7 separate regions of the Mus musculus genome follow, and regions 1, 2, 3, 4, 5 and 6 are each linked to region 7. A link is a contact called in public ChIA-PET, HiChIP or PLAC-seq and promoter capture Hi-C data. All regions are on one chromosome and are shown on one strand. Each heading gives the region's core, a stretch centred on a gene start, on an enhancer-like site or on the middle of the called end of the contact. The rest is flanking DNA. Distances are from core to core; before and after follow the strand shown. Region 1 overlaps Clec16a (C-type lectin domain family 16, member A). Region 2 overlaps Clec16a (C-type lectin domain family 16, member A). Region 3 overlaps Snx29 (sorting nexin 29). Region 4 holds the start of Socs1 (suppressor of cytokine signaling 1). Region 5 overlaps Snx29 (sorting nexin 29). Region 6 has its middle 9.3 kb from the start of Prm1. Region 7 holds the start of Txndc11 (thioredoxin domain containing 11).

Region 1 (3,194 bases), core at 102-2,601, 470 kb before region 7:
CCCATAGCCCCGAGCCATGGGCTCCTCCACAGTGCACTTTGCTGCTAGTCTGTCCTCTACACCCTCTTCTCAAAGAGTAGAAATGATCCCGATCAATACCCACTGACAGTGGCTGGACAGCTGGCTCACTCCACCTCAGCCCTGTATTTACACTAGGATAGAAGCCCATCCTGGTGCTGGGAATTGGAACGCTCTTCCACGCCTTCTCTTTGCTGTATACATGTTTGCCTAGCAAATAATAGCTGAACATACTTCCTTTGTAAAAGACTAAAACCACGCATAGTCTGCTAAAAGGTGAATGTCATCTTCCTCTCCTGCCCAGTGCCTCACCCAGGCTAGCCTGGGGCATGCGGCTCTTGATTCCCCGCCCTTGTATCTGCACACACTCACACCTGTCTTCCCACAGAGCCTGGCCTGCTTGTATCACGGTTGTCACCCCAGCCCTGACATGGGCCTTGCTCTTATTTGCTACTCAGTAAATATTGACCTACTGAATGGCTGCCATTTTTACACAACTAGGACTGTATTCATCGTGTTCTGCAATTTAGTTTTGGCACTTTGAAGTGGGGCTTTCCTGTGTCAGGAACATGGGTGGAGCTTATTGTACTTGACTGCATTCAGTGGAAGTGCCCAGTGTATGATGTCCATTGTGCAAGTACCATGAGCACGGGCATTGTACTGCATCTGGTTACTCAGTGTCTCAGAGGACCTGGAGCGTGAGTGTGAGCCCTGTCGGCAGCTGTATTCCAGCCTGGTGCTTTACTGGAAGGGACTTACCACTGTGCAATTGCTGGGCTGAGTTAGAGCTAGTAGGGACCTTAATGATAGCTCATATCTTGAAAAACTGGCCATCTTTGCCACCTGTGTGACAGAAAAACAGCTTCCATCCAAGAGTCCTCAACTTGAAGCCCTTGTCAAGGGTCAGGAGGTGGCCCAGAGAAGGCTCCTAGCTCAGAGAATGGAGTTGGTTAGAAGGCCAAGACGACTGTCAGGGAGCAGGATTCAGCCTGCCAGGCCCCCCCTCCAAGCCAGTCGGCCCATCAGAGAGGTGCCAGGGAAGACTTCCTGCAGCTGGAATTTCTGCATCCATCACTCCTGTGTCCAGGCCACACAGCTGCAGTCACTCAGATTCCGGCCATCCTTCACACTCAGAATTGCTGTTTAGACATTCCCAGCCCTCCACTCTGTCGGTGTTTATTTTAAAATCATCCAGAAACATGCTTGCAATGTTAGTTAGCTCTGTCAAACTCTCCATTGCATCAGGCAGTAGTACGTCATGTGCATGGGCCCAGGTCCTCAGAAGACTCACTTGAGGAGGACCTGCCTCAGAGGAATGCGCTTCAGAAGCCCTTTGAAAGTCATGGCTGAGGGAAAGCAGTTTGCTGTGTTTGTGGGTTCTCTGAATCAGCTCAGGGGCCACTCAGAGAAGGGATGACAGGCAAGCAAACCACAGTCTTCTGTGACAAATGTCCTCAGGCAGCAAAATGTGATGTTGACAGGCACGGGTACTGCTGCGGAGCCCAGGCTCCACCATGGACCATTCATTGCTACACGTCTTCCAGTAATCCCTCTCCCCAGCCCCCAGAGCAACTGCAGCCCTGGTGCAGTGCGCTTTTAAAGCACCCCACCTCCTCTCTCTGTAAAGCCCTGAGGCAAGCAGTTTTCCCCTCTGTTTATATCTACCACACACACACTGTGAGCTGCTTCTATTAAAAGCAGTCAGAGATTGATAACGGGTGTTAAGAAGGATGTCACTTATTTCACAGGGTGAAAGGGAAGTTGCTGTGGCTTTCAGTAAAAGCTCACAGACCTAGGCCGTGGCAGCATGCTAACCACTGGGGGGCAGTGGAGCTGTGTGCCCCCAGCAGCTTCCTTCCCTGGCACTCCTTGAGTCTTAGGACTCCTCACCTTAGAGGACAGGGAAGGGCACCAAGAAGGAGGCAGATGGAAAGGTAGGGATGAGGGTTCTCTCTATAATGTGACCACCAGCTCAGGGATATGAGGACACATCCTCAGCCTGACCTTGGGGTCCCTTCATTGGAAAATGGGAAAGCTTCATGCACTATACGCCTGAGGCACAGCAGGCCTCTGAGAGGTGTTGCCAGCTGAGACTGGATGGAGGTCTGAGTTCTCCTTCTGAATCACCCCACTTTTCTTCACAGGCCAGGGGTGCTCACTAACTGAGCTGAGCAGAGGTCTCCGATACCATAGGGCTGGTGGGGTGACTTCATCACCCCCCAGCTACCATAGGTTTATTTCGGCATGGGCTTCCCTACCAGCTGGCACTCCCTCTCTGTTTGGGCCTAACGGTCAGGAGCCCTCCATATCCAGGAACTATCAGCTCTTCGAAAAGCATATTCATCTCATCCCCTGGCGAGCAAGGTTCCCAAGGTTTTCCTAAAAGTCATTTTGGAAATGCAGATTTGAGCACAGTTGACTTCAGTTCCTGGCACTTCAACCCTTCCTTCACACCTCTCTGGTTCTTGGCATCATGGTGAGAGCAGAAGTATGGAGCTGGAGTCCGTTAGAGTCTGAGTACCAAGGCTTTGTGTGACCCTGGGTGTCTCTCTGAAACTGTGAGCCTCAGTTGCTACATGTACAAAACAAAATGCTTGTAGAAACTAAACGGTCCATAATATAACCCTGGGTGCATGGCAGCTGTTATGCTAACTGCTGCATCATGGAGTCCTTAGCAGGGGAAGAGTCAGGATATCGGAAGTTCCCCACCTTGCCCTGTCCGGCACAGAGGTCCCTATGAACCATCTTCAATTGGGCCTTCCCTTCGGTCCCATCCTTGAGTTCCCTGCTGAGCATCAGTCTCCTCTTCCTCTTCATCCCTTCACAGCCTTTGCTAGCCCAGATTAGACCTGCTCATTACAGCAGTGAGGAGAAGAGAACAAAGGGGAACACAGGGTAGAAACCAGGAGTAGGGAGACGCCCCACTTCAGCTGAACCAAGTTACACAGGCACACCTGTCTGCTGCCGTCCTGTCAGCTGCTCAGGGGGACAATTCACACAGCGGTGCCTGCCACCAGCAGCCTAAGGAGTTCTGCTCAGGCAAACCAAACCCTTGACTATGCCACAAAAAGGACCTGCAGCAGAGTTATTAAGACAGGGAGAAGGCATACTTAAATGCTGTGGGGGAAGGGAGTTTGACATCCAAGGCACAGGCACAGGCCTTTTGAAAGTCATAC
Region 2 (2,779 bases), core at 165-2,664, 500 kb before region 7:
ACGTCTCCTCTATCTAGTGCGGAGTCCCCTCCCAGAGTGCTCCTCCATGGTGCCCCTTTCAGCTTGGAAATGTTAACTCTACAGGTTGTTTATGATTTGAAAAAGTTGGGGCTCCCAAGCCCCTGAAGTGTTTGCCTTTATTGCTTCCTAACTGTGTGCCCTTGGGCGGGTTACTTTTAATCTGAGTCTGGCTGTTTGTCATCTCTGCAGTGGAGACCTCTGAGTTGAAATACCCAGCAGCTGGCCTCACACAGGACCCATAAGCCAAAAGTGTGTCCTCTCCCTCATCCCACCCCACAGGAAGTGTGTCCCCTCCCCTCATCCCACCCCACAGGAAGTGTGTTCCCTCATCCCACCCTACAGGAAGCTTCCTGGGGTTTGCTTCTTTTACTCCAGTGTTTATGCGTTCTGCTGGACAATGCTTGCCATTCTCCAGAAACACTAAGGCAACACACCTGCAACTACAGTCAGTCCTCAGCTGCCCCTAGAACACTGGCTTCTGAGCTAGCGTGAGTGAGTGCCACTCAAGCTGCTCACACATTCTTTAGTGACTCAGGTTTATTACCAAAGGGATGACAGACCCTGAGACTCACTGTTATCCCCACCCCCATGGAGAGAATGGGAGGAATCCCATGGAGGAGGTCCTGGCACTGTAGGAGCAATGGAACCAATCTGTATTGTAAGAAGGCCCTGCTGTGAAACCAGTGCCAAGAACAGCCTGGAGTGGGAACATGGCTCTGCCACCCTGCTCTGGGATACAGGGATTTTGAAAAAGGGACTCAGGCCTCTGGAAAACAGTGTTAAACATGTCCCACAAAGGAAGGCAGCCAGTCAGCACTAGGCGGTCATGGGGCCCTCTGACTTAAATGAAGGGAAAAGTACACACACACAACTTGGAGAATGAAAAGAGCCTGCCACTCATCTGGCACACGAGAAATATAGGCCCCGTCTAACCCAGAGCTGGCTCATTTGTGGCCCAAGTACAGGAGGGCCTTTGCTGAGGCTTCCTGTGCTGTCTCTCCTAGATAAAGCCCATGAATGTGGAGTATCTCATGATGGATGCTTCCATCCTCCTGCCCCCAACGGGCACTCCACTGACTGGCATTGACTTTGTGAAGCGGCTGCCATGTGGTGATGTGGAGAAGACGAGGCGGGTGAGTAAGTGCTTTCTGGCCTCTCCTAGGCCATAGGGAAAGGGTCTTTAGATCAGTTGAAGCCTACCACCAATAGGTGTCTAGTCACCTGGAAAGAATAGCCTCACGCATGCACCTACTACCATACATGGCTTTCTTTCCAAAGCCTGGTGCCCTTGGAAATTGGAGATTGAGATTCTGTGGCAACTGGCACCTCTGTGGGCTGCTGTCAGACTACCTGCGCCAGGGCAGAGTGCAGCCAAAACCCTGGATGGAGGCCAAGCCAATCTTCTTTGAAGCAAGGGAACCCAGAGCCTAGAACAGCCAGTGTGGGAGGTGGATGTGAGCCCTAGGCACACTGGCAAGCTGTCCGATAGTGAGAGGATGGTGCTGGCTGCGCAGGAGAGCGTGCGTACAGAGCCCTGTTCTTAGAACAGCAGAGGTGATCCCCTTATCAGCACTTTGTTCTGAGGCGGCCGCTCTAGGAAGCAGCCTCGCTCAGGCTCTTCACAGTATTTTATCTCCTGCGTAAGATCTCGGTTTCTTTCTTAGAAAGCAGCACTGCCTTTTCCTGGAAAATCATTCCCTGGAGACATGACTGGGAGTGGATAATTTAGAGGCACTCATGATCGCTCCCAGGCTCACTACATCGTCCTTGGTCTGCTTGTGGCTTGGGGGTCTCACTTTAGGATTTCAGAAAGCAAGTGACATAAAGTTGTGTGTGCCTCAGACAAGAACCTCTGTGACCTCCTCCGCCCTGCTGGCACTTTTAACCATGTGCTCAGGGGCTACAGAGGAAGTGGAGACTTTGTATCTTCAAGCAACACACATTCCCAGCCCCCTGAGCAAACCACAGACTCCTGCAAGTTGTCCTCTGACCTCCATGTGTGCACACAACACAAATACTTTTTTTAAGTGTAAGATCAAAATACCAAAAGTGCCCCTGACTCCTGCCAGCCCATAAGGGACATCCATGTTGAAATCAAAGTCATCACAGTTTGGGGTTCCAAGCAGAACTTGAATTTGAGTTATCCCCACTCAGGTAGGGGCAGTTGGAAGGAGTGGCTGAGAAAGAACATGAGTTCCTTAGTCAGGCCTACAGAGGTTATAGCTGTGTGATCTTGGAAGCATTGTTTAAGTCCCTGAGCCTAAAGTTCCTCCTGTGCCCCCTCAGCTTTTGCCCACAGTAGCTGGCAGGATGGCTGTGAAGTTTCTGGCCGACAGTAAACACTGAAAGTGTGTTGGTGGGAAAGGAGTGCAATGCACCAGTGTCTTAAGATGAGCGAGAGGTTCCACTCAAGGACTCGCTAAGCTTAGTGCAGAGGAGAGCCAGCAGGGGGCGCGGGCAAATGGTAAAGTCTGAACTGAAGTATCAGCTATCTGGGAAGCCACTGCCCAAGGGTCCCTGTGCTAGGGTGTTGTGTTTGGTACTAGGGATGAGGCCAGAGCATGCACATGCCAGCACATGCTCACCCTCCTCTCAGTTTTGATTGAGACAGTGTCTTACTAAGTAGCCCAGATTGGCTTCTACCTCAGCCTCCCAGATATCTGGAATTACAGATTTGTGTCCCCACATTCTGATCCCATGTTCCCTGTGGGCACAGCAGGTTTTTATGTTTGTCACTATTGACCTTGAGGAAATGGGG
Region 3 (3,189 bases), core at 426-2,925, 310 kb after region 7:
CAGTGTTTAGTGTTCTTGGATGAGGCCTTGAGCTTGTTATTAAAGGCAATTGACTTTTCTGTCCAGCCCATTTGACACTCAGTTCCTGGAGCTGAGGGTGGGTTTTAGCAGTGGGCCACAGTGAACCATTTACTGTTGTGTTAATTCACTTCTTCACCTGACCGTTGATCTATTCAGTAGTTCTCAGTGTGTGCTGCGGTCAGGTGCTGCTCCAGGCATCCTCGGATGGCTATTATTGAACAGCTATAGCTACCAGACAATAGATGTGTGCATATGTGAGAGACCTTAGAAGAACAAGGTCTAGCTGATAATGGGAGGATGCAGACCCTTTCCAGTTCAGAAGACAAAGGCAGAGATCCACTAGGACTTGAAGGAGCCTGGCACACACATGTGTGCTTTCCCCGGCTCCTGTAGCTGCATGTATGGTTGCCCTGTCTCCTGTAGCTGCATGTATGTATGGTTGCCCTGTCTCCTGTAGCTGCATGACCTCTTTAAGTCAGCCTGGACCTATTGCTCCTGTCCCCTAAGGTAGCTGTCATGGCTCCTTTGTCTATCAGGAGGCCTTGCCACTGCTCAAGACAGTCATACAGATGGTCTGCAGTTTCGATTGTCTGTGGCCTTCTGTGAGACTGCGGGGCTCTGACACATGTGTGACACTTTACCATTTCTCTGGGCTCCCAATGACTCCTCTGTTTGATGGGCTTTATGTACTAATGTTTGCATTTGACCTACTTAGGTCTCTGTACCTGGTGCCTAAAGAAGCATAGCAAGAATCCAGCAGTTTCATTTCTCCTTTCAGGATGGCAATGCCAACTTGGCCTTTGGGCAAATGAGCTTTTAGTTCGAGGACCTTGCTGACTGGCTTTAGAACTAGGTCCCTTGGCTGGATGCATCTGTTTCCACCTAGCTTTATCTCTGCAGTCTTAGACAACAGCCCATTCATTTTGTGAAAATTCTAGATGATTGGCTCAATTGGAGTCAGTTGTCACCAGTGTCTTCCTGGTGTGTATGGGCTGGAGGCCTGTGGCAGCAGAGTCTGGAACTGGATTGGAAATAAGCTGGGGCAGGTCTGTGATCTTTAGAGCTGCCACAGACCTGAGAGAGCAAAGGTGAACCGGTGGAGGATACTTTGAGAGGAAGCTTGAAGGGCAGCTCTGAGTTGGGGCTCAGATAGGCCGTTTAGGAATATGCGCTAAGACACAGAGGCAGGCGAGAAGGAGAGCAGTTGATAGAGTCAGAAGAAGGAAAAGATCAGCTAATCTAGAGCTATCCCTCTCCCTCCCTAGTGTGGGCTTTAAAGAAGAGGGTCACCACAACTGGCCCACCTCTTTTTCTCTTACCAAAGCTCCTGTCTAGTCCCTTGTCTGGATGTAGCCAGAGTCAGGGCCACATGCATAGCTACAGAGAGCTCCCTTTATCTCTTATTTAAGGCAGAGGCAGAGTTGAGGTGGACAGGGTGGAGAGTGGGGGCAACACATGCTGTCATGTTGTGAAAGCAACTGTAGACAGTATGTAACTGGGTGAATGGGGGTGGAGGGGCAGGGCCCCCATGGAATGGCCATAGACCACTGCCCTGCCCGGTCCTTAGTGTCTTAGCCAAGACTCTCCCACTGAGCAAGCTGAGAGGCCGGGGCCCGAGGCTCGGGTGTCCAGAGTGGCACCTACATTCCCTGCCTGGGCTTGACAAGCTTGTTCTGCTCTCCTACGTGCCTTCCAGACCAGGAGAGGAACGGAAGGAGTGTTTGCTCAGGTATTTATAGTTTTGATTGCTTCATTTCCCATATTTAAGTACTGTTCTGCCTGGGACTTATTTCAGTTCATAGCAGAAGTGGAGCTTGAAGTCTTGTTTTTTGCTTCCAAAATGGTTCCTTGCCTTGGCAGCATTTGTAGACAAAGCCATCCTTTGTGCAGTGATTGGAAATGCTTTTTATCCCAGATCAATTTCTGACGGTTGACACTGACATTTTCCTGTGTCTGGCTGCATTTGCTGCTCACTCTTCTGCAGCCAAGCAGAGAACTGCTTTTGAGAGGTGGCCATGGCCATTCAGCTTCGAGAGGCCCTACCTGGCATGGCCAAGCTCACAGAACCTGGTGGTCAGGACCCTGCTTTGTGTTTTTCTGGAGATTTTGCCTCAGGAAAGAGGCAGGAATCCTGGTGTTAGGGACTAACAAGTAAAGAGCTGTGCCATGTTGGAGAGGAGAGTGCTCGGGAGGGAAAGCCTCTGCTCACCAGAAGCTCTTGGGATTAGGGGCTGGGAAAGTCCCATGGAAGCCACACTCCCTCACTGCTGCCTGGAAGGCATGAGGGCAGCAGAGCAGCAGGGTGAGGTTCACATTAGAGCTATGAGCCATGCTCTTCCCGCCATCACCACTGCTCCCCAGTGGAAGCTCATGGAAGGCAGGAGGGGTGCTGGGCTGGCAGCCCTTCGCTCTGAAATGGACTCCCCCCCACCCCCACCCCTGAGACAGGGTTTCTCTGTGTAGCCCTGGCTATCCTGGAACTCACTCTAGACCAGGGTGGCCTTGGAGTCAGAAATCCGCCTGCCTCTGCCTCCTAAGTGCTGGGATTAAAGGCGTGCGCCACCACTGCCTGGCTCTGGGATGGATTTATTTTTTAAAAGGTTGCCATAACTATCATGTCATGTCTGTACTTGTGACTCTTGTCTATCACTTTGATGTTTGTGCAAATGCAGGCTCCCTTCAGGAGGCTGGTAACAGCGTGTGGAGCAGGTGTGGTCATGCTGGGATGACGGAGCTGGTTTGCATTGGCTTCAGCTGCCCTGCAGCAGCTCCATGGTGCCTGCTGCACAGCAGGATTGGGGGTCTGCACAGCCAGCTTCGGCCAGACTCCCCTGTGGTTACTGGAGGTGGCTGCCACTGGTTGATATTCTGTGTGGTTCGGGATCCAGTTCTTTAAAACCCACCCATAGAACGTAACATTCAGCTGCAAATTGGAATGTCAGCATCCAGACTCCTCCTTTCTGGCTCCAGGTGCCAGGATTCAGATGCTTGCTAAGTCTTCTCGTGGTACATCAGTGCTGGCCTGGTTGACCCACATTGCCCATTGGATGCTGTTTGACCCTTGGAGAATCTCTTATCTGATCTGCTGCTTTATAACAGAGAGCATTTTCAAGTTTCCTTTTAACATCCAAGGTTAAGGAGCACAGGAGCCTAGTATAGCCCACAACT
Region 4 (2,772 bases), core at 115-2,614, 350 kb before region 7:
TAATTAATAATAAGAAATAATAAGGCGCCCCCACTTAATGCTGCGGCACAGCGGCAGCCGGTCAGATCTGGAAGGGGAAGGAACTCAGGTAGTCACGGAGTACCGGGTTAAGAGGGATGCGCGCCAGGTTCTCGCGACCCACGGCGGCCACGATGCGCTGGCGACACAGCTCCTGCAGCGGCCGCACGCGGCGCTGGCGCAGCGGGGCCCCCAACATGCGGCGCGGCGCCGCCACGTAGTGCTCCAGCAGCTCGAAAAGGCAGTCGAAGGTCTCGCGGCTGCCGTCCAAGTGGAAGCGGCCGGCCTGGAAGTGCACGCGGATGCTCGTGGGGCCCGAAGCCATCTTCACGCTGAGCGCGAAGAAGCAGTTCCGTTGGCGACTGTCGCGCACCAAGAAGGTGCCCACGGGCTCGGCACGCAGCCGCTCGTGCGCCCCGTGCACGCTCAGGGGTCCCCAATAGAAGCCGCAGGCGTCCAGGAGCGCGCTGGTCCGCGTGATGCGCCGGTAATCGGAGTGGGAGCGGAAGGTGCGGAAGTGAGTGTCGCCAGGGGCTGGGGCTGGGACCGCCGGGCAGGGCCGGGGACGCACGGGGGCCGCTGGCGAGGACGAAGACGAGGACGAGGAGGGCTCTGACCGCCGTCGGGGCTCTGCTGCCGGGGAGATCGCATTGTCGGCTGCCACCTGGTTGCGTGCTACCATCCTACTCGAGGGGCCAGCTGGAGGGGTGGGCCATAGCGTCCGGGGCTGCGCTGATGGGGGAGACAGAGGCAGTGAGCCGGGCGTCCGGGTGGCACAGGCCGGCCAACAGACCCCAAGGAGCGAGAGCGGCACGCAGAATCCGCCCGGAGCTTGAGCCTCGGTGGGCTCATCTGCGAAGTAGGCCGTTCCTGTATGCGGAACCCTTCCAGACTGGCGGTGGAGCCCTGCCTCCCCGCGCGCGTGGAGAAGGGGGCGTGGAGAGGGGCCCGACTCCCGGCCGTCCCCGCTGGTGGCTAGTCGCCTCGCGGCTGCCGCCTACTGGCCACGCCGGGGACTGGAACCCGGGCGGAGGATCAGGGCTCAGGGCCGGAGAGGAGGGGCTGACGGCGCCCCGCTCGAGCGAGGGGCCTCCTGGGGGAGCCGGGGCGGGGGTGGGGGGGCGCCAGAGGCGTGGCATCCTCGACCCTGCCATACAGTCTGCGAGGTTAGTCCTGCCGGGCTCTGCTCCCATCACCTCCCATCCCCTCCCGCCTGCTCCCTCGCAGCTGCCTTGGCTCACCTGGCGGCAGGACGCGGGGAGCCGCGGCTGGGGGCTCCGGGGCGGCTGTCGCGCATGCTCCGGGGCTGGGAGCCGTGCCGCTGCCACGGCCGCAGTTCTCTCTGCTGCTGCCCGCCCCTGCATCAGGCTCTTAAACCAGGCAGGCCCCGCCCACAGGTCCAGCCCACCCCCGCTTTCGGTTTCTCTTTCCGGCAAGTCTTTCGGGTTCTCTCTAGACTCCTGAGGCTCTCCCTGGAGACGGTTCCTCTAACTTGGTTTCGCCTCGCACCTTCCCACATTGGGACCTCTGGGGTTCCGGCTCCAACCGGAATCTTGTGTTCCGTGCCTGGGGTGCTTAGGACTTGGTGCCCGCTCTTTTGCTCTACCTTCGCCCCAAATCGCAGCCCGCCGTGTGGGATGCTAGCGCGGGGCTGACACGCCTCCTCCCCTCCGGGTGTCTGCATTCTTCTGGTTAGGGCTCCGCCTCGCCTGGACCCTGTGCTCCCCAAGCAGCTCCTCCCTGCCAGGGTCCTTCCTGCCCAGGACCCGAAGGCCTTGGCAATCTCGACCCTTCTTGGAACCCGGCTAGCTAGTCCTAGAGACCTGTGGGGCCGCCGCCCTCCTCCAGAGCCGCGTGCGGGCCCCTCCCGTTGGCCATTCGGCCTGGCCTTGGCTTGGGCTTCCCAGGAAGCGGTGGCCTGACCGCAGAGGCTTCAAAGGAAGCCTAAGGCGGTGCGGGAGGGGCGCCCCCGCTCCCGGCCTAGTTCCTCGGAAACCGGGCGGGGTTGGGCTGGGTTCCCAGGGGCCTGGACTCACTCTCTGCACTCTTACTACGTGGGCAGCCGGAGAAACTGAGGCCCCGGGCGGGGCTGTGATTCCAAAAAAAGCTGTAATCCCCAAACTTTTGGTCAAGACTCCAGCAAGCATCTGCCTGTACAAGGGGCCCCGAGCACACCTTGGCTTAGGATCCAGGCAGTCAGACCTATCATTAGGACACTGTGTGGTTTCGTGATTCAGTTTGTCCTGAAAGGCCAGGAGTGGGTGCCTGGCTGACGATGTTTATGAATGAAGGCGGATGAGGTTCGCGTGCAGGCTTCCCTGTGCTCACAGTGACGCACACTGCCCTCTACAGGTTTCTCTGTTAGCTGTCAGGCGGCTCCTCTGAAGCTCTGAGGCCAAGTCCTGGTCTCCCCAGACAGAGCACAGAGCGCCATATTTCATCCTAAGCACAACCAAACTTATCTTGTGGTGCTTGAATTTGTGTGGCTGTGGTTGTGGTGCAGCCATGGTCAGTCTAACCCTTGGTGGGCGATAAAGGCTGGGTTTGTAGCACTGCCTCCCTCTAGCGCGTCTCAGCCTAGACTGGCCTTCAGGTCTTTCTGGTCTGGCAAGCATCACGGATGCTTGTTTGCAGTGCTGGGGACTAAACACAGGGCCTTGTACCAGCCTATTTTAGTAGTACTGGGGTTGGTGAACTCCATCCCCAAACTGTGCTTCCAGCCCAGGCAAAGTGAGGAAAACCTCTTGGGGTACA
Region 5 (3,233 bases), core at 404-2,903, 320 kb after region 7:
CTGGAGTTGGGTTTCTGTTTCTTGTCACTTTAAGAACATTCATCAGCAGAAGGTTGTGTCCAGCATCTCCTGACCTACCCAGGTAAGGGCTCTCCGTGGTGCTCATGCTCAGGCACCAGCATTGCACAACAGTTACTACTAGCAGTGACAATAGCGTACTGCCACCAAAGGCTCAAATTTAGGCCAGAGGCTTCCTCAGGAGGGGCATGCTCTTGTGCTCACCTGGTTTTTCTTACCGCTGACGTAATGCCTGGCTCAAATAGGTCTCAGTGAAGTTGGTCTGGTGAGGGAGGGAAGTGTTGTGGGGCTAGTGGTGGTGTGACCTGACCCAAGTTATCTCCAAGGAATGCCCACTGGGCTCTTCTTAGTTATAGCTCAGTTCTAGGGAGCTCTTGGACTTGCTTGTTACCTGTTCCAAGACTATTTTGCTCACCATTTGGGAAGTGAAGCTTTCTGGAAATCCCTTCTACTTTAGCTTTAGCTAGTGAGAGCATTCATGGATGACAGAAGCCCACTTAGAGGCCTCTGAAGAAGGGCAGTGGAGTGGCTAGGGAACTCCTGCTGTGAAGGAGACCTGTTTCTCCACATCTCTCTATCCTTTTTCTTGCAGTTGGCTTCATTATCAGGTTTGATCTTCTCTCATGGTGACTAGAGGATCTGTAACAGACCATGGCTGTGCTGTGCCCAGCCACTTCACCTCGTCTCCCCAGCAGCAGGCATCTCTTGCTCTCAGGCCCAGATCAACGCTCCCTGTATCCAGGAGGTGGCATCCTTTCCTTTCTGAACTGCAGGAGTGAGTGTGGGGCTGGAGAGGACTTCCCTAGATGGGCAGCAGTGACTGTAGACTTCCCATGGTGATTCCTCCCCATCCCATTTAGGTGCTTTAGATGTTCCAAATTAATGTATTAGTGGCGTTGGGCCGACAGCCCTCAGTGGAATCTGACAGGAGTGAGTACACTATGCTACCTCCTCTGGCTGCTTTCTGTGGTTTATGTCTCACAAACTGTGACCTCTAGTGACCTTGTTAGTCATCTATTTTGCCGTCTTTGGACTTCATGCTAGCAGATTTGCTGTTCCTTTTTTGTAAACATTCTTGGTGACACTCCTAATGTCCATAACTAATATAACATACATATAACACAAGTGATTTAGGAAGCTAGCTTATAGTTTATGTGAAAGAGAAATGAACAAGAAGCCATTCATAATAGAAGCAGACTCTGTTCTACATTGGTTAGGATAGTTCTGGGACAGAGTGAACCACAGATGCCAGCTCTCTGCTGGCAGGGCCAGCCTAGTCTCTCCAGGGCTGAGTGGGATGGTGACTGTTGCAGCCCAAAACAAACACACCCAGGCCGGGAGTCTGTCAGAGCAGGAACTTGTTTTATTGTAGCAGTCTTTCCTTTATATAGGGTTGAAGAAAGAGGTGGGGATTTTTGGTGAGGTGAGATGATGTAGAGGGCGGGGAAGGATGCCGTAGGGTATAGGGTGACTGACAGAGCCAATAAAGTTATTCTACATCAGTGGTAGCTAGGCAAAGGCAGGCTTAAGCAGAAAGTGCTGAGTCACTCCAGTACGGAAGTGAGCAAGACAGGTCTCTAAACTAGAGCAAAGACTCAGACTTCCTCACTAGGCCTCAGTATCTGGCGAATAAGGCCCAACCCACAGCTTATAAAGCACTTCCTGGTCCACAGCTTGCACATAGAGAGGGAGGACCAGAGTGGCTGTTTATAGCAAATACGGAATGAAAATGCAGAGTGCAGCAGACCCCAGAGGAGAAGGGCTGTCAGCATCTGTGAGAGGCGGCTCCAGGTTCAGATTCTACACCAGTCTCCTACAGATGGCCCTAGGAGGCCGAGCCAGCACTGTGTACTGCCCCAGCCTCTCAGAAGGAATGGTGTCTTCAGCCTACTCTACATTTTGGCCTGACTATGCCGCCAGGCATGCCTACTTATCCCACACCTGAAGGGGGCAGCATTGCCACCAAGAGAATCCCTGCCTCAGCCTTTTCCCTTGTCCTTTTTCTCAGGACCATTGGCAGAAACACTGCAGAATGTATGTTTAGTCATCCTCTTGACCTGATTCCCCACGTGATCTTCTGAGCACCTACTGTGTCCAGTCACCCTTCCCTCTGCCTCCCTCATTCAGGCTACTGGACGAGTCACTTGTCTGGTGTGATGAGCTGAGAGTCCCACCTTTGCTCCATGCTCAGCAGCAGCCCCAGGTCCCTAACTTGCAGCTGAGAGCAGGGGAATCCATGTATAAGTCGGGACTTGTGTGTTAGGCCCAAGCATCAGGATAGGCAAAGATCTGTCTCAGTGGAAACTGCTCACCTGTAGTCTGGTGCTGCCGGAGTTCTTCCAGGCTCTGTAGTTTACCTTGTTCATTTGTTAACTCTTCAAAGAGCAGCTGTTTTGTGGTAAGCTTTATCAGTTAGAAATGAACAGAGCATGGCTGCGTGAGCCTATGTGTTTAAATTGAAGAGGGGTGGGTGGGGTGGGATGGGGTGTATAGACACAGATGTTAAACATTTGGCTGAGTGATTCTGTGCGCCAGCCATGCTCAGGTGTAAGTGTGGCATGATGTGGGGCAGGGGTGGGATTAGTTTTGCGTCAGTTTACTTTAGTCTTTGGGTTTGTTTGGTTTTTGTTTTTGTTTTGGCAGAAGCTTGGTAGATAGCCCAGGTTGTTCTTGATGTTCTTGAACTTAGTGTATAACCTAGGCTGGCCTTGAACTCAGAGTCCCATTGCCTCAGCCTTGAAAATATTAGGATTACAAGAGTGTGCTACCATTGTCAGCTCTGTCTGAGGCTGGGGTAGAGGGAGGTGCCTCAGGCACCATTTAAGGAAATACTTATTTACATAGGAGCCTCTGTTCCCAGTGGATGTGGGATGGCAGATGGCCACTTAGTGCCTAATGCTTCTCCTTTGGAAAGCCAGGGTGAAACAGTCTTACTCTTATAGATTTTTTTGCAAGAGTTAATGCTGATAAGTGCCACCCAGAGGCCCCTGCAGGTATCCTTAGCCAGAGCTGGGACCATGGAAGTAATTTATTCCTACACCTCAAGGCTACAGTCACTTTTTGGAGTTCATCTGGCTTGGTGTTGCTCAGACATAACTAACGTTCTAATAAAGAATTCTCTGGGTTAAAGTGCTAACCATGCTGCTTAGCTCTGGCTGCACATTTCAGTCCCCAGGGGAAGCTTACAGAACTATTAGGCCCAGGCCACCTTCCAG
Region 6 (2,837 bases), core at 328-2,827, 330 kb before region 7:
CAGTGGGTCCCAGGGCTCTTCCTGCTTCTGCCTCCATTGCAAGTACATGTCACCACCCCTGTGTGCCTAGGTCACACATGGGGCCTCATGCTCGCAAGGTAAGTGCTGTACTGACTGAGCCATCTCCCCAGCCCTTATTTCTTTATGGTAGAAACATTTGCTCTTTCTGGGGGTGTTTGAGGACACACAGTTTGAGAGCAAGAAAAGATCAAGCCAGAAGTGTGGGTGGCACATATACTTTCAGTCCCAGAACTCAGAAGGCAGAGACAGGAAGGTCTTTGTGAGTTCAAGTTCAAGGCCAGCTGGGGCTACAAGTGAGACCCTGTCCCCAAAAACAAAACAAAAACAAAAAACAACAAAAAAAAAAATCAGGCATAGTTGCTATTGCCTATAATCCCAACACTGAAGACTGAGGCAGGGCTGGGCGGTGGTGGTGCATGCCTTTAATCCCAGCACTCGGGAGGTAGAGGCAGGCGAATTTCTGAGTTTGAGGCCAGCCTGGTCTACAGAGTGAGTTCCAGGACAGCCAGGGCTACACAGAGAAACCCTGTCTTGAAAAAAAAAAACAAAAACAAAACAAACAAACAAACAAAAAAAAGACTGAGGCAGGAGAATTGTCACAAATTCAAGGGCAGCCTAGGCTATACAATGAGATCCTAACAAAGCAAAGGGCCAGGGGAATGGCTCAGTGAATAAGGTGCTTGCTTTGTAAGTATGAGGACCAGAACCTGGACCTTCAGAACCCAGGTAAACTAGGCAGGTGTGGGCACTCAGGAGGCAGTGATGGGGATATCTGGGGCAATCTGGCAAGTTAGACTAGATGGGATTGCCAAACTGAATTAAAGGAGAGACCATGCATCAAAAAAGTGGAGTGTTACTGAACAACCTCAGCCCTTCACATGTTCACACATATCATGTATCCACACACATGCATGTAGACGCATACATGCTCAGACAGATGGTCGTGCACCTGGAGAGATGGCTCGTACCACCAAGCTCGATGACTGAGTGTAATCTCCAGGACCCACGAATGGAAGAAGACTGACTCTCACAAGTTGTTCTCTGATCTTCTCACTCTCACTGCCGTTCACGGATGCTCATGCACATAAGCACACAAAAAATATTAGTGCGATAAAGTTAAGACAAAGGAAGTTCAGTGCAATTGGGAACACGAAGTTTGATCGTTTCAGGCTAGCCTTGGCAACATAATGAGACTGTTCCAAAAACAAAACAAAAACAAGCAAACCAGGAAAAGGTAACATTTTAAGAAGGCAGAGTCTTTGGCTAAATAGTGTGCTGGGGAGATTTAGAATGGCCATGAAGGAACCTTCTGGAACTCATTACCAGGGATCTTTCTGTGACTGGTGAAATAGTCAAATAGCTCATAGGTATTCTTGTGTGTGTTTCTCAAGGACAAGCCAGCCAGGTCCCTTCTGTGGCCCTGCACACCTACAGGTCCCATAAGTCACCCATCTGACAGGAAAGAGAAACTTAAGTGGCCAACTGTGGCTCATTTGCACTTGCTCTGTGGTTGGTTGCCACAGCTGGCTGCTCTAAGTGAAGAAGGCAGCAGTTCACGGTAAGCTATCAGCACGTGTGCACAGTGTTCTGCACCCTAGGACAGCTGCAGCGCCTGGGGGAAGCCAGGACAGTGGCAGAGCTGGGGGAACCACCAGGCAGTATCCACAACCCCTCCCCGCCCCCTGCCCAAAGCAACAACCTACAGTGGGGACTCGGTCTGAGCCAGGGCCTCAGTTTCTCCATCTGCAAAGGGGCAGTAAAGCCCTTGTCTTGAAGTCTAGCAGTAGAGTGCCCATGTCGTGGTACTGGTATACAGAATTTCAGAACAAGAATACAGAAATACAAATGAAACGATTGTTTCTGAATTAAAGTAGAAGAAAGCAAGCCAAGCCCTGCCCGACAGTCTCATCTGAAAAGAGAAGAAAGCTGGGGTGAATGTACTCTGCGTCTCCTATTTATTGCTATTCAGGTTGGGTTACAGGAAGGGAAACAAACACAAAACAGCCTTTGTCCTGCAGGTCACAATGTGTGTGGGTACTAGCTTGCAGTTAAAACAGTGTTTCGATGAGAGCTGAAATCTCTCTGGGACCCATTTAGAGCTGGCACTTTCCAAGCACTTGTGAGGAGACCTTTCTGGAGCACGTGTGAGCACAGGTCTCCAGGCCCAGACACGGGCATTCACTGTGAAGAGAAGCAGTGCAGGCTTGTCTTCCTCACCTCTACCTTTCAGAAAAAATGTTTAGGGTTGGTGTCACCATCTCCAGTCCAAAGAGGGGACTCCAAACCTAGTCCTTTCTGGTTCAAAAAGGTGTCTGACTGACAGCCTCAGCTCCAAGCCCTGGAGATGCTGATGTTAGCTGAACCAGTTGAGGCTGGCAGAGATACCTGCATTGGACTTTGAGAAGATGGGCTACAGTTACCAGGACCTAGAGATGTGAATGAGCCTCGTGATGAACACAAGTCTCTCCAAGGCAAGGACCGACTAAGTCCTCAGCTGCAGACCCCAAGCTGGGCCAGAGCTCACAGAGAAAGGAAAGGAAGCTATCAGGTAGAAGCAGACAGCCAAGCTTGTCTGAGCCTCCATCTCCACATCCACCAGGATCAGCAGCAGGAACTTTGCTAGCTTCATGTAAGGACCAAAAGCAACAAAGTGGGCCAGCATATATGAACAGGAGGTAGAGGACTGTGACTGTACAGGGTGCTTCCTTCCTGTCCAGGCTCTGTAGTGTCTGCTGGGTACAGGTCTTGGCCTCTCTCTGATTCATCTAATTCACACTATGGGGCTGTGGCAATAAAACTTAGTCCTAGTATGAGGA
Region 7 (2,772 bases), core at 142-2,641:
CCAGTCTAGTTGCTCAAGATTCAAACTCCAGGCCAGGTGTGGTGACAAACACTTTTAGTTGGCTTTAAACACTTTAGCATAGCACCTAACACATTGCAAACACTAAAAAAACGAGTCTCTTCCCCCTAAAACTCCTAATTTTTGGCCCATCTTGACCTCAGGGATCTCATATTGTGTTCATTACACTCAATCTGTGCCCACATAAATCTCCCTCTGGACAGAAGTGCCAAGAGGATATGTCAAGTGATAACAGATTTTATAAACTGCAATGTCAAATGATATACTGATGATCTGAGGCAAGGAGTATAATTGAAATATAAACTTTGTATCTATCTACACAATTTTCTGAAAAGATGCACATTAGCTTCCATTCTTCCTAAACTCCAGCCTACTCAGGCCTTTTCCAAGTTTCACAAAAAGACCAAGCTTGCTCAGACTCCAGATCTTTGCACTTAACTGTTTTGTAATAGCTCTTACCCCAGCTCTTCCACCTCTGCCCCTTCCTTTCCTTGTGTAAGTGGCTAATGCCATTTTCCTATGAAGGCCCTTTCTGCCCTACCCAACCTCATCCTTCTATTCCCTGCATAGCACTTATTAAGGTCTCTGAAGTGTTTGTTTATTGTATATCATCACTTCAATGAGAACTCCAGGGAACGGGGATTTTTGTCTTCAGCATTAACGGGTGCTCAGTACAAACGTGCACTGTCAGTATATCAAAGGCTTGCCTGGATTCCCAAAAGCGACTAAGACCCCTAAATGGCTTGTGAATCATCACACTGCAAGCATTAAGGAAAATGGAATGAATTAAAACTGAGCATTATAGCCTGAGCAAGAATTGACATGTGCACCCCGAGAGACCCCAACAGGTGAGAAGCAGCTCAGAAACAGGGCCAAACGCCCTCGGTACATAATTGATATAGAGCAGCACCCTGGAAACGCCTCCACGCCGAACTAGGAGAGTGGGGGACCGCGGCCGCCGGGAAGGTCAAGCCTGTGGTCGCAGGCAAGGTCAGGCTCGACTTCCCCGAGGAAGACAAACAACCCTCGACCCCGGAGGCCCCGAGCTGGCCCCGCGCAGCCGGGGTGGCATAGCTCTGGCCGCGGAGCCTGAGTCCCGGCAGCCTCACCTGCAAGTGAACTTGAGGGCGAAGAGCAGGGCGCAGCCGAGAGCCACGGCCCCGCACAGCAGCTCTGGCCGCTGGCGCGCCATAAGCGAGGCGCCGCGCAAGCCGCGGCGGATCCGGCCCTCCAAGGACGCCGCCGCCCCGGCAGGGCTGAGGGAGCCTGAGCCCTTGGGGCCGCCACCCTCGTCCTCGGCGTCCTCGCTGTTGTTCCCGCCGCCGCCGCCGCGGCCTCCGCATTCCGACATTACATGCTCCCCGTGGCCGGCTTTATACCGTCGCTGCCGCCACCTCGGGCCCGGGGACCCGGCCCCGCACGTCACTCCCGGACCTCGCAGCCAGCGGCGCTCACTAACCCGGACTCTCCACGTCAGCCACACTTCAGAGATGCCCCGCCCTCCGACTCGGAGCCTGCGCGAATGCCGGCTTCCCGCGAAGCCACGCCCTTTGGGGGCCACGCCCTCGAGCCCATGGAGTCTGCGCGGGTGCTCGCAGCACTCGCGGCCGCGTCAGCCTTCCACCGGTCCCGCCTCTCTTGTAGCGACTCTGCGCAGGCTTGCAGTCACTCAAGCTAGACCTTGTCCTTCATTCACTGCGCTGACGCTACATCCTCGCGTCCGGAAGCTAGTTGGTGGTGTCTCCTTAGCGAGTCCTTCCGTTGGTCGGCCCTTCCGGGTACTGTTAGGGCTCAGATTGTCGCTAGTGCGTCAACACTGTTGACAGACCCTTCAGGACATGGGTGCAGTTTGTTATCTCTGCTTTTCAGAAAGTGGGGCGGGGAGGCCTCGTGCAGAGGCGAGAAGGACTGGAGGACACAGTAATAAAACGGAGACCGGGCTGCTCTGTAATGGGGTAGTAATAACGCTGCATGCCTTCTGCTTCAGTTTCTGCTTGCAGGATTCTACCTTGACTTCCTTCAATGATGGTAAAGTGTAACCAAAACAAACCCTTCCCTCCCCAAGTAGCTTTTGTTCATGTGTTTATTACAACAGTAGAAACCTTGAGACAAGTACTGATAAGTGGTAATTACATTCAACAAAAGAACCCAGCTCTAAGTAAAAGGATGGATGTATATTGTGTAATCCCATTTCTATGACCCATGCTTGATGGGCAAATCCACAGAAACATAGCAGACGTGATTAAAGTTTGGAAAGTATTGGAGTCAGGACATTGTCTGCCTCACGCCTCCAAGCAATAAGAATGCAAGGCCAGCCTAAGATACAGGGTGAATTATCTTCATTTTTCCTCCCAAAATTAGGTTTATATGAGTTGTGTATAATTTTTTAAACCAGGCTTAGTGGCACACAACTGTGGTCCCAACCACTCGAGAAAACCAGAGGACCACTTGTACCAGGACTGCATAGAGTTTTCAAGGCCAGACTATGAAATTTAGCAAGGCCCTATTTCAAAATAAAGTTTTGGTTGGGGCTGGAGACAAGGCTCAGTAGTAAGAATACTGCTGTTGCAGAAAACCCAAGTTTGGTTCTAAATTACAGGTAGTGAACTACCTCATACTTCAGGTAATCTGATGTCCTCCAAGGTACACACACATATAATTAAAAATAAAATCTTTTTGTAAAGTTGGTAGGGAGGGCAAAATAATCTAGATCAAATGTTTCCTATGTGGGGCTGGAGAGATTGCTCAGTGATT

Evidence for each region. Promoter capture Hi-C pulls out the DNA fragments that hold promoters and counts their contacts. ChIA-PET counts read pairs in DNA pulled down with a chosen protein or histone mark. HiChIP or PLAC-seq counts read pairs in DNA pulled down with a chosen protein or histone mark.
Region 1: a contact with region 7 is called in an RNA polymerase II ChIA-PET map of memory CD8 T cells, with 46 read pairs. The contact joins the enhancer-like site here to the promoter of Txndc11 in region 7. A contact is called at or near these places in 2 of 39 promoter capture datasets (the C10 cell line and pre-B cells), 1 of 484 Hi-C or Micro-C datasets (bone marrow-derived macrophages) and 2 of 115 datasets of contacts at active chromatin or transcription factors (double positive thymocytes and memory CD8 T cells).
Region 2: an RNA polymerase II ChIA-PET map of memory CD8 T cells shows a contact between it and region 7, with 20 read pairs. The contact joins the enhancer-like site here to the promoter of Txndc11 in region 7. A contact is called at or near these places in 5 of 39 promoter capture datasets (the C10 cell line, cranial neural crest, liver and 1 more) and 1 of 115 datasets of contacts at active chromatin or transcription factors (memory CD8 T cells).
Region 3: an H3K4me3 HiChIP or PLAC-seq map of bone marrow-derived macrophages shows a contact between it and region 7, with 4 times the contacts expected there. The contact joins the enhancer-like site here to the promoter of Txndc11 in region 7. A contact is called at or near these places in 9 of 39 promoter capture datasets (the 3T3-L1 cell line, the C10 cell line, the HPC-7 cell line and 6 more), 3 of 484 Hi-C or Micro-C datasets (B cells, hematopoietic stem and progenitor cells and myeloid progenitors), 3 of 115 datasets of contacts at active chromatin or transcription factors (bone marrow-derived macrophages, memory CD8 T cells and microglia) and 3 of 9 other capture datasets (adipose tissue, liver and pancreatic islet).
Region 4: a contact with region 7 is called in an RNA polymerase II ChIA-PET map of memory CD8 T cells, with 84 read pairs. The contact joins the promoter of Socs1 here to the promoter of Txndc11 in region 7. A contact is called at or near these places in 7 of 39 promoter capture datasets (the C10 cell line, cranial neural crest, embryonic stem cells and 3 more), 1 of 15 datasets of contacts at CTCF or cohesin (the NIH/3T3 cell line), 6 of 484 Hi-C or Micro-C datasets (CD4 T cells, embryonic stem cells, muscle stem cells and 2 more), 3 of 115 datasets of contacts at active chromatin or transcription factors (effector CD8 T cells, memory CD8 T cells and pancreatic cancer cells) and 3 of 9 other capture datasets (adipose tissue, liver and pancreatic islet).
Region 5: a promoter capture Hi-C map of the C10 cell line shows a contact between it and region 7, with 2.0 times the contacts expected there. The contact joins the enhancer-like site here to the promoter of Txndc11 in region 7. A contact is called at or near these places in 2 of 39 promoter capture datasets (the C10 cell line and cranial neural crest), 1 of 484 Hi-C or Micro-C datasets (CD4 T cells), 2 of 115 datasets of contacts at active chromatin or transcription factors (memory CD8 T cells and microglia) and 2 of 9 other capture datasets (adipose tissue and liver).
Region 6: a contact with region 7 is called in an RNA polymerase II ChIA-PET map of memory CD8 T cells, with 37 read pairs. The contact joins the enhancer-like site here to the promoter of Txndc11 in region 7. A contact is called at or near these places in 4 of 39 promoter capture datasets (the C10 cell line, cranial neural crest, neutrophils and 1 more), 3 of 115 datasets of contacts at active chromatin or transcription factors (intestinal villus epithelium, memory CD8 T cells and pancreatic cancer cells) and 2 of 9 other capture datasets (adipose tissue and liver).

Annotation. Positions count from the first base shown.
Region 1 is chr16:10,663,965-10,667,158 of GRCm38.p6, forward strand. The region is part of intron 18 of Clec16a (C-type lectin domain family 16, member A); the gene reads left to right. Among named protein-coding and RNA genes, the nearest start is that of Gm52264, 7.2 kb to the left of the region's middle. Within about 2 kb of position 1,352, at least 126 of the 459 cell types and tissues checked have an H3K27ac peak or open chromatin away from gene starts, as enhancers often do. A contact at or near this core is called in double positive thymocytes and memory CD8 T cells, where this site is marked.
Region 2 is chr16:10,637,762-10,640,540 of GRCm38.p6, forward strand. Clec16a (C-type lectin domain family 16, member A) reads left to right here. Exons shown (of 23, transcript NM_001204229.1): 17 at 1,026-1,154. Among named protein-coding and RNA genes, the nearest start is that of Gm52264, 19 kb to the right of the region's middle. Within about 2 kb of position 1,415, at least 82 of the 459 cell types and tissues checked have an H3K27ac peak or open chromatin away from gene starts, as enhancers often do. A contact at or near this core is called in memory CD8 T cells, where this site is marked.
Region 3 is chr16:11,437,911-11,441,099 of GRCm38.p6, forward strand. All of the region lies in intron 11 of Snx29 (sorting nexin 29), which reads left to right. Among named protein-coding and RNA genes, the nearest start is that of Snx29, 120 kb to the left of the region's middle. Within about 2 kb of position 1,676, at least 17 of the 459 cell types and tissues checked have an H3K27ac peak or open chromatin away from gene starts, as enhancers often do. A contact at or near this core is called in bone marrow-derived macrophages, where this site is marked.
Region 4 is chr16:10,784,172-10,786,943 of GRCm38.p6, forward strand. Socs1 (suppressor of cytokine signaling 1) reads right to left here and starts at 1,365. Exons shown (of 2, transcript NM_009896.2): 1 at 1,260-1,365; 2 at 1-750. The coding sequence starts at 700. The coding sequence ends at 62.
Region 5 is chr16:11,454,923-11,458,155 of GRCm38.p6, forward strand. All of the region lies in intron 13 of Snx29 (sorting nexin 29), which reads left to right. Among named protein-coding and RNA genes, the nearest start is that of Gm32100, 130 kb to the right of the region's middle. Within about 2 kb of position 1,654, at least 253 of the 459 cell types and tissues checked have an H3K27ac peak or open chromatin away from gene starts, as enhancers often do. A contact at or near this core is called in adipose tissue, liver, memory CD8 T cells and 1 more, where this site is marked.
Region 6 is chr16:10,804,749-10,807,585 of GRCm38.p6, forward strand. No RefSeq gene overlaps it. Among named protein-coding and RNA genes, the nearest start is that of Prm1, 9.3 kb to the left of the region's middle. Within about 2 kb of position 1,578, at least 42 of the 459 cell types and tissues checked have an H3K27ac peak or open chromatin away from gene starts, as enhancers often do. A contact at or near this core is called in memory CD8 T cells, where this site is marked.
Region 7 is chr16:11,133,141-11,135,912 of GRCm38.p6, forward strand. It overlaps Txndc11 (thioredoxin domain containing 11), which reads right to left and starts at 1,392. Exons shown (of 12, transcript NM_029582.2): 1 at 1,128-1,392. The coding sequence starts at 1,369.